Regions from separate parts of the Triticum aestivum genome. Here region 1 is linked to region 2. Evidence: chromatin contacts called from public Hi-C data. All regions are on one chromosome and are shown on one strand. Each heading gives the region's core, a stretch centred on a gene start, on an enhancer-like site or on the middle of the called end of the contact. The rest is flanking DNA. Distances are from core to core; before and after follow the strand shown.

Region 1 (3,084 bases), core at 302-2,801, 220 kb before region 2:
TGTAGCTCTGTGAATAACTACTTAACAAGTAAAGCAGCTTGTACTGATATTCCCATGGCAACGTGAGGTGCGAGCACACCACAGCGCACACAGCCCAGCCCAACATTCAGCTGTCCTGATGTTAGTTATATGGAATAGTTACATAGCTATTTCACAACTGTATAATATCCAAATATGCACTAGAAACTGAGAATCCCATGTAAATAGTTAAAGTGGCATTGCATAATCTGTACTCCTTGATGGCATTAGGAGTATTTTGCAAACATGATAGCATGTTTACCTGTCTACTTGTTTCCTTGTGAATCTCCAAAAGCTCATTATACTTCAGTTGCAAATCCAACTTCTCGGCTTTGAGCTTTTCATAGTCGGAAATCGATGGACCACCCAATTTCTGCTGAACAAACCTGAGATATATGAGCACGCTTAGTCCTAGCATGAATATCGACCCACACACATTGTTTTGATGTCATTTTAAGCAAACTAAGAGCTACCCAACCAGGCTTCAATTGCAAGAATCACTCCTTTACTATATCGGTCAAGAGAATAAACATGCCAAAATCCAAACCAACTCACTCGACTGCAGATGATGGCTTGTCGTTCTCCTCATACAGCGCAACAAGAGCTGCAACATCATAAGAAGTAGACATAATTAGCCAGCGCGTGACCGCAATTTACAAAGATATACGTACTTCACATAACGCCAAACCTTTCGTGAGAGTATCGAGCACGCCGCTGGATTCAAGATACTTCCTAAAACCTTCTTTCTTGGCTTCTCTATCCTAAAAATACCATAACACTGCCATTAATAGCCATCATTTGGGAAGCAAATTACATGATAAATATGTTGTGCCTTCAGGAACTCTCCTCTACCTTTTAACTTACAGCTCTAAACAAAGCAAATATGTGAAATTACCTGTCATTTCTATGCTACAATCTGACATTTTAAGCTGAAACTACCCGAGCGAGACGGAAATCATATTCCTCCAGGCAAACCGGAGAAAACTTCACCAAATCTTCCTCACAGATTGCATGCTTGGTGAATATTGACCAGCTGCCGTCCACATAGCAAATTCAATTACAGATGGGACCTACTCCCTCCGCCCCATAATGTAAGACGTTTTTTTAACAGTCAAAAAAAACGTCTTACATTATTGGGACGGAGGGAGTACAAGCCAGTCGTGTTCTACATTTCTACTGGACGACCATACCGCATTAGTAGATCACCATAGCTGTGCTACACTAATCCACTAATCTCGCCAAAAGAAAAACGACGCGCACCGGATGCTCTGCTAAAGCTGAAGAGACGCGGCGTGCTTACGCTTATCCAAGAACGCGCGGGGTGGTCGGAGAGAGTTGGGGCAGGAAGAAAAGTACCATCTCGACAGCAGATCCGGGGGAGCAAATCTGCGGCGGAGCTCTCGTCGGCAGAGAATGGCGTGGGAGCGCAGGCGGCGGACGGATCCGCCGACTTGAGTCGAGCTGGTGGGACCGCGGGAGTGTGGTGTGCTACACTACGGCAGAGTTCGAGACTGATGATGATGATCTGATTCGGAGGGTGGTGGGTAATATTGAGACTTGGGCCGGGTCGGGCCAGTACGGCACGGGCCGCGTCGTGCTCGGGCCTGCCAGCCCGGCCAGCACAGCATGAGCGCTCACCAGAGGGACAAGAGGCCCCAACGCTGATCTTATATACATGAAATAATGCTTCGTTGTAATAGTTTTAATTCATACTCTTTTATTCATGAGCGTAGGAATCATAATTATGAGGCTCATAATCTCGCCAAGTTTGCATGTACTCTAAGACTAGGTAGACATGTGTGGTTGGGCACCCCTCATGACCCAAACTTTGTACCTATGTCGCTTGTTTTTGAATGAATAAAGTTGGACGAGAGTTCTCAAAAAAAAAAAGAGCGTCGAATAAAAAAAATCAGTCGGCTGAAAAACATGTGTTTAGGAAGATAACAAGATTTCCAGATCCATTTAAAAGGGGCAGGTGGAGTAGTATTAATTCCCATCGGTGCAGTATATATCTTCTTGGTACTAAAAGATTCCTGGCCCCATAAGAATTTCCATTTGTCATGTTCAGTATGTGAGCTCGCGTTATCCAGAAGTATAGACATCCGATGGAATCGCTGGTGGGCCTCAACAGATAGAGGCAATTGGAACATGTTGTAACCACAATGGAGCGTTTAGCCTGCATAATGGACATGTTATCTTTCTTTCTTTTTTGCGGGGTAATGGACATGTTATCTTCATAAGGAAATGAGTGAAGTTCAGGAAAAGCTCTCGTAATAATATCCCCATTCCAAATGTCCTTCCATAATAAACGAGTGTCACCCTTTCAAACATGGCATGTGTCAGACCCCTAAATAAATCAACGAAAATGTTAAGCCAACTCACCCACACGCCTCCATCACCGTCCAGTAACTTCTGCACGAATCTTGGCACGAATTAGCTGATTTTGTATGCCACGTAGGACAACTCGCGTGTGTGGTGTGTGAAAGAGGTCGCCCACATATTCGTTTTACCACACGGAGGGGCCGGTGTGTGGGCGTTTAGCAGTTCGCCCACACATCAATTTCAGTCACGTACAAGGGCTGGTGTGTGGGCAGTTTGCCATCTCGCCCACACGCCCGCCTCCTCTCCCACACCCAAGCTGCCAGTTGCCATGCGTTTTGCAGTGTACATGGCAACTGCCCTAGTGTGATTGCAAGCAGATGGCAACTCTTTTTTTTTACCCAAACATGTCAGTTGCCATATGTTTGGCATGGTACATGGCAAACTGCCTTAGCGTGCACGTAAGCATATGGCAACTCTTTCTTTTTTAAATGGCAACTGCCCTAGCGTGATTGTGAGCACATGGCAACTCTCTCTTTTACCCGAACATGTTTTTTGCCATGCTTTTTTTTATAGCGCTACACGACAACTGTCTAGTGTTAGTAGGTGACAACTCTTAAAGTTTTTAAATCATGGCAACTGTAGGAGACCAGACCACACATGGCAACAGCTGTAGTTGTCCAAAAAATGGCAATCTGAAACTTTGACCTGAGATGGCAACTGTAGTTGTCAGACATGGCAGCCGTA
Region 2 (3,039 bases), core at 334-2,833:
CCAACTCTGGGTGTTCATGATATCCTAGTACTTCCTAGGAGAGATATCTTACACCGTGCTTGTTCGTAAGCATCTAATTAAGGGAATAAGCACTTAGAATTATGTACAAGACGAAAATTCTGAGACACACAGAAAGGCATATATTTGTATACATGCGAATTGCTAAGCACATCCCAGTTCTATTTTTCGCTCTGATAAAAGAAGTTGAGTAACCAAGAGAGTGTTGATGAGCCTGCCTACTTCCTAGTTTATGCAATTGCTAAGATAACGAATAACACCGTAAAGGGAGAGTCAAGTGTTCAAACAATTGTGGCAAAGTACAGCCCAAACTGCCATTTATCTGGATCTGGATAAAGCCAAGCACTTGTTTCCAATCTGGATCTGGATGCTCATGACTGCCTACACTGTGCTTTGTTTGTAAGCCTTTATTTGAGGGCACTTAACAGTCCATAATATTATAATAAAGCCAGACGAGCATCCTATGACACATATAGAAAGGATCCCAATTTCCATCTTCGTAAATTTGCTGATCACATCCAAGTTATATTGTTGCTATGATAAAAGGAGGAACAGAGTAATCAAGCTAGTGTTGAAGAGCCTGCCTACTTGTTTCTACAATTGGCATGTCAGTTTTAATCACTGTTTCATCAAATAAGTTCATTACCTTGATTGCTATTACTATTTTCGATAAGAGGGGTCTGTCGGGCCCCATTTTCACTAAGAAAGTGGAGTTTTACACAATACTGGGAGCATATCATCACTTGCACCCCTGATATACAACCATATCATGGGATGCCTCAGCCAAAAGCAACTACTAAAGACTACTACATTACCTTGATTATCAAGTTGTACTCCATAAAAGGTGTAATCTTGCCTAAAATGCAGACAAAAAATATGAGTGCTTTAATAAACTGGGGATAATCCACTAGTTATCAGCTAAAAATGCCAGGATGGCACGGTCCATTCTGCCATTTGACCTTCTACTCTTGAATCAGACTTCAGTATCAGCAGGGTCACACGGATAATAATGGTTATATACTGATAAAGAACAGTCGAGATTCGCATATAAATACTATACTTTACCCAAACACAACGCATCTGCACTTATCGCTACGAAAAAATGGAGGTGGCGCTACCTCCGACGAGCGCGGCGTAGGCGAGGGTGAGCTTCTGCGACATGGAGAGCCCGTCCCCCATCTTCCCCTCCTCCCCCTCGTCCCCGCCTCCCTGCGGGTCACTTCCCCCGCCGCCTCCCCTCCCAGATCCCGCACCGTCACCGCCTTCGGATCCGCCGCCGCCGAGCTCGGGCTCCTTGGACGCGACCGCCGCGAGGAGGCGTGCGCCGGGGGAGGCGGAGCGGAGCGAGAGGAGGGCGGGGGCGGGGGCGCGCAGGAAGAGGAGGGAGCTCTGGGAGGCGGAGATCGGGGCCGGGGAGAGCGCGAGGGGCGCGAGGAGTGGGGTCGTGGCGAGGAGGGCCATGGCTCCGGGTGCTCGAGCTGGGGTTTTGTGGGGGTCAACCTGGTGGGTGGGCTGCCGGCGATGGTGAACTCGGTGATGTGATGGACCGATTGGGGGATTTTCCGGGTGGGTGGCGTGTCAACGTGGGTGGGGTCTTGGCACTTAAGGGTTGTTTGGGTTGTGACGATTATCTTTGCCATACATTGCCACATGATTTTTGTTATATTTGTCACATTTGCCATACTTGAGTTGCTTAAATTGTTAGAGCATCTCCAGTTGTTCATCCCCTCAGGGCTCGAAATATCGTCGTATGAGGTGAACCGGTGCTAAAATCGGCGCGGGGACGATCGGCTTCCCAGCCACCGCCCCTAGGCGCCGCTTTCGGCCCACTTTTGGCACAAATTTGCCAACTTTTCAGCCCAATTTCGGCGGAAATTGGCCCGCTGTCGGCGAATTGGCCCATATTCGCCGTGCCTCGGCGCAAATTCAACATAAACTATTTTTATCACATAGTTCATGACAGAAAATCAATAGAAATCAAATAGTTCAATACAAATTATATAGTTCAACAAATAAAAACTCATATTTGTTCACACGCCGAGCTAGTCCTTGCCCTTGAGCCTCCATAGGTGCTCCACCAGATCTTGTTGCAGTTGTTGATGGACCAATGGGTCTCAGATCTCCTGACGCATATTGAGGTAGTCAGTCCAGGTTGCCGCTAGCTAGTGATCAACTTGGGCAAGAGGACCCTGCCTGTAATATGGTTCTGTGTCAAACACTGGTTCTTCCTGCTCGCTCTCAATGATCATGTTGTGCAAGATGACACGGCAAGTCATGATCTCTCACATTTGATCTTTCAACCAGGTCTGGGCGGGGTACCGAACAACAACAAATTGAGATTGCAGCACACCAAATGCTTGCTCGACATCCTTCCTGCAAAGCCTCCTGAACCTTCGCAAAGTGGGAGTTCTTGCCTCCTGGCACAATGTTTGAGATAGTTTTCACAAATATGGACCAATTTCGAATAGATGTCATCTGCTAGGTTGTATCCCTTGTTGTAGTGCCGCCCATTGAACTCGAAGTTCACTGGAGGAGAATGACCTTCAACAAGCTTGGCAAAGATAAGGGAGCACTGCAGTACGTTGATGTCATCATGAGTTCCTGGCATATCAAAGAAGGAGTGTCAAATCCAAAGGTTCTGTGTGACCACTGCCTCAAGTACCACACTGCAACCGCCTTTGACGCCTTTGTACATCCCCTGCCAAGCAAATGGACACTTTTTCCATTCCCAATGCATGCAGTCAATGCTTCCAAGCATCACAGGAAATCCTCTTACTGCATTTTTGTGCTAGGATCCGAGCAGTGTAAATAGCTCTGTTGATTTTAATTGCAATTGTGTATACAGTTGACTTATCATATCATGCACATTACTAGCATCACAACATAGTCAATATTGTTGTTGTACATGTAGACCCGTGGTACCCATCTGAAATCTTGTTGTGTCGTATAGTTTCCCACGCTTTGTATTCTTTCAGTGTTGCTTTGTCTTGAACTGATATGATTTGAACCGTGTCTCTATTT

Evidence for each region. Hi-C and Micro-C count contacts between places; a contact is called where the count stands out from the background.
Region 1: a contact with region 2 is called in a Hi-C map of leaf, with 2.9 times the contacts expected there. The contact joins the promoter of LOC123042378 here to the promoter of LOC123047063 in region 2. A contact is called at or near these places in 3 of 5 Hi-C or Micro-C datasets (leaf and root) and 1 of 1 datasets of contacts at active chromatin or transcription factors (leaf).

Annotation. Positions count from the first base shown.
Region 1 is chr2B:739,597,901-739,600,984 of IWGSC CS RefSeq v2.1, reverse strand. LOC123042378 (c-Myc-binding protein homolog) reads right to left here and starts at 1,551. Exons shown (of 5, transcript XM_044464848.1): 1 at 1,375-1,551; 2 at 707-779; 3 at 574-622; 4 at 281-404. The coding sequence starts at 1,377.
Region 2 is chr2B:739,377,585-739,380,623 of IWGSC CS RefSeq v2.1, reverse strand. LOC123047063 (protein FATTY ACID EXPORT 7) reads right to left here and starts at 1,583. Exons shown (of 3, transcript XM_044470558.1): 1 at 1,137-1,583. The coding sequence starts at 1,479.